Regions from separate parts of the Oryctolagus cuniculus genome. Here all the other regions are linked to region 1. Evidence: chromatin contacts called from public Micro-C data. All regions are on one chromosome and are shown on one strand. The core of a region is the stretch at or near the end of the contact, and the rest is flanking DNA. Distances in the headings are between cores, read along the strand shown. Region 1 overlaps COL5A2 (collagen type V alpha 2 chain). Region 2 has its middle 13 kb from the start of WDR75. Region 3 overlaps LOC138848959 (a long non-coding RNA gene).

Region 1 (3,194 bases), core at 393-2,892:
CATTCATCTGTGAAAACTAATATTGTCTTTTGATATCATCAAATCTGGGCAAAATTGCTCTAGATTGAGAGCTACTGATACAAACTCTCATGAAACTCTCAGTACCAGCCAGTGATCATTATGGGGATCTCACGTCACATGTCCTCAGTTTTAAGTGCACTGTCCAAGTAACTTCACCGTGACAAGCAACAGCCTGTCAGGAGATGGACAGTGTGCTGAGCCCCAGTTCTACAAGACACCTACCCTCTATAGGAATCAGTTTCCTTATTTATAAAACATGAAAATAAACCAATTATCAGTTCTAATATTTTATCATGTACATGTGAGAATGGGGGGAGGCATAAAAGGGAAGATAGAGAGAGAGGCTATTAACCAGCAGTAAGTAAAATTCTAGACTATTCTGTCAGTCTTTTCTACTTGTGGACGTCTACACGTCGCCACCTAGTGGCAATCTACAAGCATTTTTTTATTGTAGATTGCTGTCTGAGATTAATGAATATTCTGGGGGATGGGAGGTGATGATGATAATATTTATCTAAAAATAAACATTATATGATTCATTTTAGTTGGAAATATAAAAACATTTAAATGGATTCTAAAATTGTGATTTGTTTTAAATATTTTCCAATAAATATTTTTGTATACTCTAATTTTTTTTTCTGATGGGCAATTTTGTTTATACTTATTGAAATTTGGATAGTTGTCATATATTTATATTAACTTTAATTTCAATTATATAAGATTATATAATGTAGGTTATTTAAAAAGAATTCCATCGGCTGGTGCCGTGGCTCACTAGGCTAATCCTCCGCCTTGTGGCGCCGGCACTCCGGGTTCTAGTCCCGGTCGGGGCGCCGGATTATGTCCCGGTTGCCCCTCTTCCAGGCCAGCTCTCTGCTATGGCCTGGGAGTGCAGTGGAGGATGGCCCAAGTACTTGGGCCCTGCACCCACATGGGAGACCAGGAGAAACACCTGGCTCCTGAAGAAAAAAAAAAAAAAAAAAGAATTCCATCAAAACACAGACTGGATTGTGAAGTCTGAGAAAGTAGATTTTTCTCTTGATCAGATTTGAAATATGATCGTTCATCACAGAAGGCTAGAGAGGGACACAGCCTGTGTTGAGGTTTAACATACCGAAACTTCTCTTTGCTTTCACTGACATTGAGTATAGTGTGTTTTATCTTTGGAAACCTCAGTGGGAGCAGAGATTATCTTTTAACTCACTTTTTGTATATAATAATACTTGATTATCAATTAACATTTGAAGATTGCAAAAATACTATGAGGATTTTCCATACAAGGTTCTATGAATAAGTCAGACGATCCATTAATATCTACATTCATATGATCCAGCACTCCTAGACAGCAATTTAAATCACCCTCTATTATGTTTAATGAAAAGAGTAAAGTGAACTGTCAGTGATTTAGGAGTTATAGGAGGTTTGATTTTTAAAAGATGAGAATAACTTTCTGGCTCTTCTTGGTTAACAAGCCAGAAAATATTTAACAAAGACTGCTGGGGACGATGAGGGTAGGCACTGAGCATTTCCAGAACTGAGGACGTGGCAGTTCCCCAAGCAGTCTTCAAATGGGCGTTACGAGAAGGGTGGGACTTGGCTGCTGGAAGTCATTGCTCATGTCTCTGAGAACTAGACTTGGCTGGGTAACAGTGCCTTTGCCTCAGATTTCTCCTTGGTTTAGTCTTCCTCTGGTGGTGGGAAGGAAAATAAACAGTGCTGTAGTTACAGTACTCAAGAGGACTGAAATGTGAAAATGGCATATTTATATATTGAGTGCCTTCTGTGCACCAGGAGCTAAACAAAACATTAAACATTTATAGTTGAAAATCACCAACAAATTACAATTAAGGGGCCCTCACATTTTCACATTTTTGTTTTTTGGCAGAGATGGTGGTGAAGTAGGCACATAACTAGTTGAGTTATAATCCAGAGATATGAATTTAATTGTGTTGTTCAAAAGATAATTTTGAACAACCAGGCTCAACTTAGGAGGCTCATTTTAGAACCTGGTGAACTGAAAGTCATTGTATGATTATTTCAAGACAGTTGACTCCTAGAGATTTAACATATCAAGTAAAATTTCTCACCGAGACTTTATCCCAAGATGTAGTTATTTTCATCGGTGCTGAAATTGAGTAGGTTACAGTAGGTGATAAAATTGCCACTTATCTTTAGACGAATGGACACTCCATGTCCATCAAGAAATCTGTGCTTTTAGCTTTTTGCTAAGTACATATTTAGAAGTGGGTTCTAATATCTATGGCATGTTTTCCCAGGGTCCTCGTGGGCCTCAAGGAATTGATGGAGAACCTGGTGTTCCTGGTCAGCCTGGTGCTCCGGGGCCTCCCGGACACCCGTCCCACCCAGGACCCGATGGCATGAGCAGGGTGAGTTGTGTACATTGTCCAATGCCATATACCAGATGTACATTATTGTCTTATTGCTATGATTTAAAACTGTGTCACTTCAGATACTCTTGACTATAAGAACACTTAAATTAACACATTGCTGCCATAAACAACAATAAAACTAATTACTCCACAGTAAATTATAGCATTTTTAAAGTGCTGCTTCAAGTTATTTGTAGGTTTCAATATTAATTCTGGACTTCATGTAATTTCTGACGATTCTGAAGGACCAGTGACCCTTCCCTTTGTGAACTGAGAAAAGAGATGTATTCCTTATTCTTTGCTCTTCTCTGGGCTCTCACTACTGACAAAGCCTGTGCTGCACACCAAGAGAGGATGACTCATCCATGATGATATCTATGATTCTTATAGATCTCTATGATATCTAGGAAAGGGCCACTGAGTTAGCACTAATAAAATCCATCTAATTATTCCTTAGATTTTTATTTTCTGCCTGAAGTAAAATACGACGAAATGTTTTTCTACATTTGCAACTTTGAATTCTTCCTGGCAGACATAGGGGTTTTGCGACTAGATGGCATAGCATAGCAGACAGATGGAGCCTCAATGTGAGTTTTGTTTTACAAGAATTCATACTTCTGTTTCTCAGCTGATTGCAGAAGAAATTACCAGACTGTTTTTTAAACAATACACTCTTATTTCCCACTAAAATCTCGAAATTAGCATTAGCACCGGAATGAATATGAATCATTCTGGTCAATTTGATTACTTAGGTCTCTTAAGTGAAAAAGAGAGTAGGTGAAA
Region 2 (3,194 bases), core at 343-2,842, 360 kb before region 1:
TGTGAGGAACACTTCCTTCTTACTATTTGTTGAACTCTGTACTTAGTGTAGTATATATAATCCTAAGGGTATAAAAGAAACTAAAAATAGATCATTGTAAAAATTAAGAGAAGGAATAGGAGAGGGAAGGAGGAGGAAGGTTGGGAGCACATGTGGGATGGAGGGTATGGTGGGAAGTATCACTACGTTCCTAAATTTATACATGAAATACATGAAATTTGCATACCTTAAATAAATTTTTTTTAAAAAAACCGCAACTACAGAAATACAGATATACCACATGGTGGCAGCAAAGTTACATCATTATTTTTGCAAGTTTTTTTTTTTTTTATACTTCACTGTACTAGAAATTACAGTGATCCTGTTAGAAAATTGAAAAATTCTGTAGATGTTTAATTAATGAAGAAGCTTAGTAGAATGTTATAGAATGAGTATTTATCAACATGAAGAAATGCAAAAAGATTTTGGGAACGTTAATCATCCTTATGTGCAAAAATATCTCTTGAATCTTAAATTCTGAAACTTCAAGTTGTTTTTGTAATCAGATTCCTCTGCTTCATTGTTTTTTCTCTGTCTACTATAAAAGTTTCATGAACTTTATTCTGTAACATTTAGGTTTTGAGAATGGGGTCATTCATGGCTCACAGGATATTATGCTGTGCTGAATGTGAACCTCTACAAATTCCAGCTGTTAATAGGACACGCAGTTCTTTTTCAGACAGCCTTCTTAGGCATGATGCCTAAGTTTAATTTCCATGTGTAAAGTCATACTTAAAGTATGTAAACTGAAACAGATGTTAGTACTCTGAGAGTACATTTGGTGCACGAAGGAATAGTTCCCCAGTCTATTCTTCCACTCCTACTTGATTTTAAAAGCTCCTTTGAATAGAAAAGGGTCTCAGGAGAACTATCTAGAATCTTTGACCCCATTAGTGTGTAGCAATTTACTCCTGGGAAACAGTTGCACCACATAAATGTTAGATTCTGCTTGAAACTCCCTTCCTTAATAGAATTTTCTTTTCTTCCATATAAACTCTAAGCTTTGTTTATTCTTCAATTAGGAAGATGTCCACCCTAATATTACCAATCTAATTCTTACTTATATTGTCATTCAAGTAATAATTCTAAACTTCTGTTTTCCCAAAGTTTACCAGTAATAGCCAGATGTTTTTATATAATTTCTCACCGATAATAGTTCAGATTTTAAAATACTATATTAATATGTCAAATATTTTGAAAGGCTTCCAGTATGTGAATTTTATTGGCAACAGATCATAGATTTCTAACCATGCTATGATTTGTGCTTCAAATAATTTGAGATAGAATTATTAGAACTAATTAACTACTTCTTTTTCTTTCTTCTTTACTTTTCTTCCACCTTTATTTGAAAAGAGAGTGACAGAGAAAAGGGAATATATGGAGAAAGACAGATCTTTTATCAGCTGATCTACTCCCTAAATTGCTGCAACAGCTAGGTCTAGGCCAGGCTGACTCCAGAAGTCAGGAACTCCGTCCTGGTCTCCCACATGTGTGGCAGAGGCCCAACCACTAGGGCTATCTTCTGTTACCTACTCAGTTGTGTTAGCATGAAGCTGGATCTGAAGCAGTGCAGCTGGGACTTGAACTGGCACTTACATATGGGATACTGGTGTCACAAATGGCAATTTATTCCACTGTGCTACAATGTCAGCTGCTCCATTCTGTTTTTGAAATTATTTGTTGACTATGCTAGGATAAAAAGGCTAATTAAAACAGATAGACCCTAGTCTTAAGGAACATTCAGAAACTTAGTCATGGAATACATAGCCATCAAACCATAATTTATTGTTATATTGGCAAAGAGAAAAGTTTTGACAGCAAAGAAGAGGCAGTCTATGATTCTAAGGATGGAAGAAGAATTTACAGATAAAAATATTGGAATTAAATATTGAAAGATAGAGGATAATTGCTGCAGGCAGGGAAGTGGAAGTATTTTCTATGTTGCAGAGTAGAATGTACAGTGGAATGATGAATTTATGGAACATAAAGAACTTGGATATGGTTTACCCACAGACACATGGAGGGAGTAATAAGGTGATGTGAATGGAAAGAAGGATGAAAATAGATTTAGTCATGGTTAAAGATTTGAAAATATGAATGCAAAATTTTATTTAACAAAAATACAGTCTTCAGACTTAAATTTGTATCAAGATAGAAATATATTACCATTTGGTATACTAAAAATTTAAAGATTTATTTATTTGAAAGGCAGAGAGAAAGAGAAAGAGAAAGAGAGAATCTTCCATCTGCTGCTTCACTCTCTAAATGGCCACAATGGCTGGAGCTGGGCCAAGCTGAAGCCAGGAACCAGGAGCTTCTTCCAAGTTTCCCATGAGGGTACAGAGTCCCAAGCACTTAGGCCGTCTTCTGCTGCTTTCCTAGGTGCATTAGTAAGGATCTAGATTAGAGGTCGAGCAGTTGGGACTTGAACCATCTCCCATATGGAATGCCAGTACTGAAGGCAGAGGCTTAACCTTCTATGCCACAGCGCTGGCCCCTGTATAGTAAAAATTTAAATAGATAATCTTTAAAACTTTTTTTTTTTTTAATTTGAGAAAGACACGGAAAGAGATGGAAAGAGAGGAAGTACTGTTCTGCTGATTCACTCCTCAGATATCCTCAGTGAATCCAGGAGCCAGAAACTCAATCCAGGTCACCCCACAGGGTGGCAGGGACAGAATCACTCGTGCTCTCATTACTGACTCCTAGGTCTGAGTTAGCAAGAAGCTGGAATCAGGGGCCAGGACTTGAACTCAGGCATTCCAGTATGGAATGTGAGTGTACCTACTGACATCTTAACTGCTAGATCAACAGTCCACCTCACAGATTGATAATGTTAATGAGTTATATTCCAATTTTATGCATATAGTACATCAACTGACTAAAAATTTCAGGAGTTCCATGAAAATAAAATGTCTCCCTGAATTTTACTTTAAATATAAAGTCACTGATTATTCAGGTCTGTATTTATTTAGCTTCTAGATTAGGAAGCTGAGCTTTGGTGAAAAATGCAATTGGTATATGCTTTTAAGGCTATATTTATGACTAATAACCTTGTCTTTCCTAATGGCCAAGTTTTCTGGCTAAATGATAGCTCTAATACACGTTAAATATAACAGAAATAATTTAATTATCTGGACCACATTTTACAAAGT
Region 3 (3,194 bases), core at 325-2,824, 270 kb before region 1:
AGGGCTGATTCTGAGGCCAGAGTGCTATTTAGGACATCCGCCATTCTATGAGTCTGCTGAGTATCTCACTTCCCATGTTGGATCACTCTCCCCTTTATTTATTCTATTGGTTAGTGTTAGCAGATACTAGACTTGTTTATGTGCTCCCTTTGACTCTTAGTCCTTTCATTATGATCAATTGTGAACTGAAATTGATCACTTGGACTAGTGAGATGGCATTGGCACATGCCACCTTGATGGGATTGAATTGGAATCCCCTAGTATGTTTCCAACTCTACCAATTGGGGCAAGTCAGCCCGAGCATGCCCCAAATTATACATCTCTTCCCTCTCTTATTCCCACTTTTATGTTTAACAGGGATCACATTTCAGTTAATTTTCAACACTTAAGAATAACTGTGTGATAATTACAGAATTAAACCAGTCATATTAAGTAGAACAGACAAAAAAAAAATACTATGAGGGATAATGTATTAAGTTGTCCATTAGCAGTCAGGGCTATGCTGATCAAGTCACCATTTCTCATAGTGTCCATTTCACTTCAGGAGGTTTCCTTTTTGGTGTTGAGTCAGTTGTCACCAATCAGGGAGAACATATGGTATTTGTCCCTTTGGGACTGGCTTACTTCACTCAGCATGATGTGTTCCAGATTCCTCCATTTTGTTGCAAATGACTGGATTTCGTTGTTTCTTACTGCGGTATAGTATTCTAAAGAATACATATCCCATAATTTCTTTATCCAGTCTACCATTGATGGGCATTTAGGTTGGTTCCAGGTCTTGGCTATTGTGAATTGTGCTGCAATAAACATTAGGGTGCAGACCGCTTTTTTCTTTATCAATTTAAACTCCTTTGGGTAAATTCCAAGGAGCCATGCACTTTAGTTTGAACATTACTTTTAGTCACTGTTCTTTCAACACTTAATTTTAAACTTACAATCCTTTTCTATATTGTTTTCTGAAAAGAAGCATAATATTGGAATTTTCTTCTTGGGTCTCCTGCTCTGTCCCTTCATGTCTGTGCCATAGCCAAATTTCATGTCAAAGTCTTGATCTTTTCTTTCTGTAGGTATATGAATATTTTAAGTTATCACCACACAAGACACAGGAATGCTATAGCTTTTGTGTTTTAAGAGGGTTAGAGGATGTGCCCCAAAATATGAGAAATTAATATGTTTATCATCAATAATAGTGAGCTTTTATGTTAGTTAATTGAGTCCAGCTATGTAGTGTTAATTTGGGGAAACTAATTTATCTGAGGTTTGGTTTCATTGTCTTTCAAATAATATAAAGATTGGAAATAATGTTTGTTGAGCATCTTGCACAACTAAAACATAGCAGGCAATAAAATGATTACTGAGAACAGAATCTAAAGCTCCAAAAAAAAAAAAGTGAAAAATAGTCTTGTTTGACATTGATATTTACATAGCATATATGCTGTCTCTCCATCATATTGTCCACAGCAGTGCTAATTTGTCCATTGAGTCTAGTTCTAGGTTTGGAATTAATTCATAAAGAATCATTGCCAGTTAACTCAGGAGGGGAAATGAGCTTCAACCATTTTCTATTCTTTATGTAGTACAGTTATTTCACTTTATGGAAGAGAGCAATGCTTCCCAGATAAGTTATGTAATTTTTCTAAGGCAACACATTTTGACATGATCAGAACCCAGCAGTTGAAGCCACAATTCTTACTTCAGTTCTCCTCTAACAACAAATTCTTTCTTGTTCATATTTTCTCTTAATCACTGGGGTAGAGATTCATTATCATTTTCCATGCTTTTTTGAACAAATAAATTAATCCATGATTTCTTAAACTAATATCTGTTGGTTTACATAAATGAGCCACACTGACCACTTTATACTCTGATTATATGTGTTTTTTTAAAAAAAGCATGGTGTTTGATTCAAACCTTATGTTCTCTTGGCTTTCAGAGAAAAAATAAATAAAAAGCCAGAAGGTCAGCAGATGTTGAAGGAGGTATAATCAAGGTAAATAATTAGATAACGAGGAAGTGGTTTCCTTAGCAAAGATTACTCTAAAAATTTTCCACATACCCTCCTTTGATTGTTGGACTTTTTTTTTTTCTGGTCTGGATAGTATGCTGTAAATTTTGAGTTGGAATCCACTGAAGCTGGCAACAGTTAAATTAATACTCCTTTTCACTGAAAACATGCTCTTGCTTGCTAACAACTACAAAATTAATTTGGTTTTACTTAGCCAAAGGCAAAACAGGATGAGAGAAGACAATGTGAAGTCTCTTTTTCACATCACTTATGCCTCCACCCCCACTGTTTTTTGTTTGTTTTAGTTACATTTTCAAACATTCCCTCATTTTCCCATGTTCTGTGTTCGCCTTGGAAAATCTTCTAATAGCACAGATGACAAACAGGAGTTCCAGGAGTGCTGACTCATCACAGCAGAAAGTCCAGTGGTTTGGCAAACACTGCCGCTTGCAACTGTTGAGACTGGCCCTTGGACAAATGAGTCCATGGCAGCAGATGTCACTGTTGGTCTATCTTAGCTTTGTGGAACTTCTTGACTTGTGTTTGCTCTTGGGTGTATGAGCTCAGGAATCCTAGATTTTAGGCAGTAGGTTCTTGTGGGATAGTCTCATGATGGCCTGTGGCACCAGCATAAGGACCAAGTTCTTATGCTTGGAACCCAATTTAATTATATAGAATATTTATTATTAACATTAGTGCTATTTTCATTTTTAAATTAAGATCTTTCTCATAATGTTCACTTTTTATAAAATATTCATTTATTTGAAAGGTAGAGTTATAGAAGGGGAGAGAGGAAAGGAGTGGGAGAGGGAGAAGGAGAGGGAGAGGGAGAGAAAAAGTTATTTTCTATTTGCTGTCTCACTGCAATGGCTGAGGCTATGCCAGGCTGAAGCCAAGAGCCAGGAGCTTTCCCAGTCTCCCACATGGGTGGCAGGGGCCCAGGCACTAGGGCCATCTTTCACTGTTCTCCCAGGCACATTAGCAGGAAACTGCTGGGTTGGGAGTAGACAAGCTGGGTCTCAAACTGGCACTCATATGAGATGCTGGCATTGCAGGCAGCAGCTTAACCTGCTCTTCACAACTCCAACCCCTTCACTTTTCTCTGTTCAATTTATTAACCCGTTGTCTTAGCTCCATCGCCTCCCTTTTGACTCTAACCTGATACTGGTGCTGTGATTTTTGCTAACTT

Evidence for each region. A called contact is a pair of places that touch in the nucleus more often than the background predicts.
Region 2: a Micro-C map of ear pinna shows a contact between it and region 1, with 17 times the contacts expected there. The contact joins two enhancer-like sites. A contact is called at or near these places in 4 of 6 Hi-C or Micro-C datasets (ear pinna, embryonic fibroblasts, psoas muscle and 1 more).
Region 3: a Micro-C map of ear pinna shows a contact between it and region 1, with 12 times the contacts expected there. The contact joins two enhancer-like sites. A contact is called at or near these places in 2 of 6 Hi-C or Micro-C datasets (ear pinna and psoas muscle).

The regions. Positions count from the first base shown.
Region 1 is chr3:51,301,574-51,304,767 of mOryCun1.1, forward strand. COL5A2 (collagen type V alpha 2 chain) reads left to right here. Exons shown (of 53, transcript XM_070070485.1): 6 at 2,298-2,408. Among named protein-coding and RNA genes, the nearest start is that of COL5A2, 85 kb to the left of the region's middle. Within about 2 kb of position 1,643, at least 3 of the 8 cell types and tissues checked have an H3K27ac peak or open chromatin away from gene starts, as enhancers often do. A contact at or near this core is called in ear pinna, where this site is marked.
Region 2 is chr3:50,941,924-50,945,117 of mOryCun1.1, forward strand. No RefSeq gene overlaps it. Among named protein-coding and RNA genes, the nearest start is that of WDR75, 13 kb to the left of the region's middle. Within about 2 kb of position 1,593, at least 4 of the 8 cell types and tissues checked have an H3K27ac peak or open chromatin away from gene starts, as enhancers often do. A contact at or near this core is called in ear pinna, where this site is marked.
Region 3 is chr3:51,029,092-51,032,285 of mOryCun1.1, forward strand. All of the region lies in intron 2 of LOC138848959 (a long non-coding RNA gene), which reads left to right. Among named protein-coding and RNA genes, the nearest start is that of WDR75, 100 kb to the left of the region's middle. Within about 2 kb of position 1,575, at least 1 of the 8 cell types and tissues checked has an H3K27ac peak or open chromatin away from gene starts, as enhancers often do. A contact at or near this core is called in ear pinna, where this site is marked.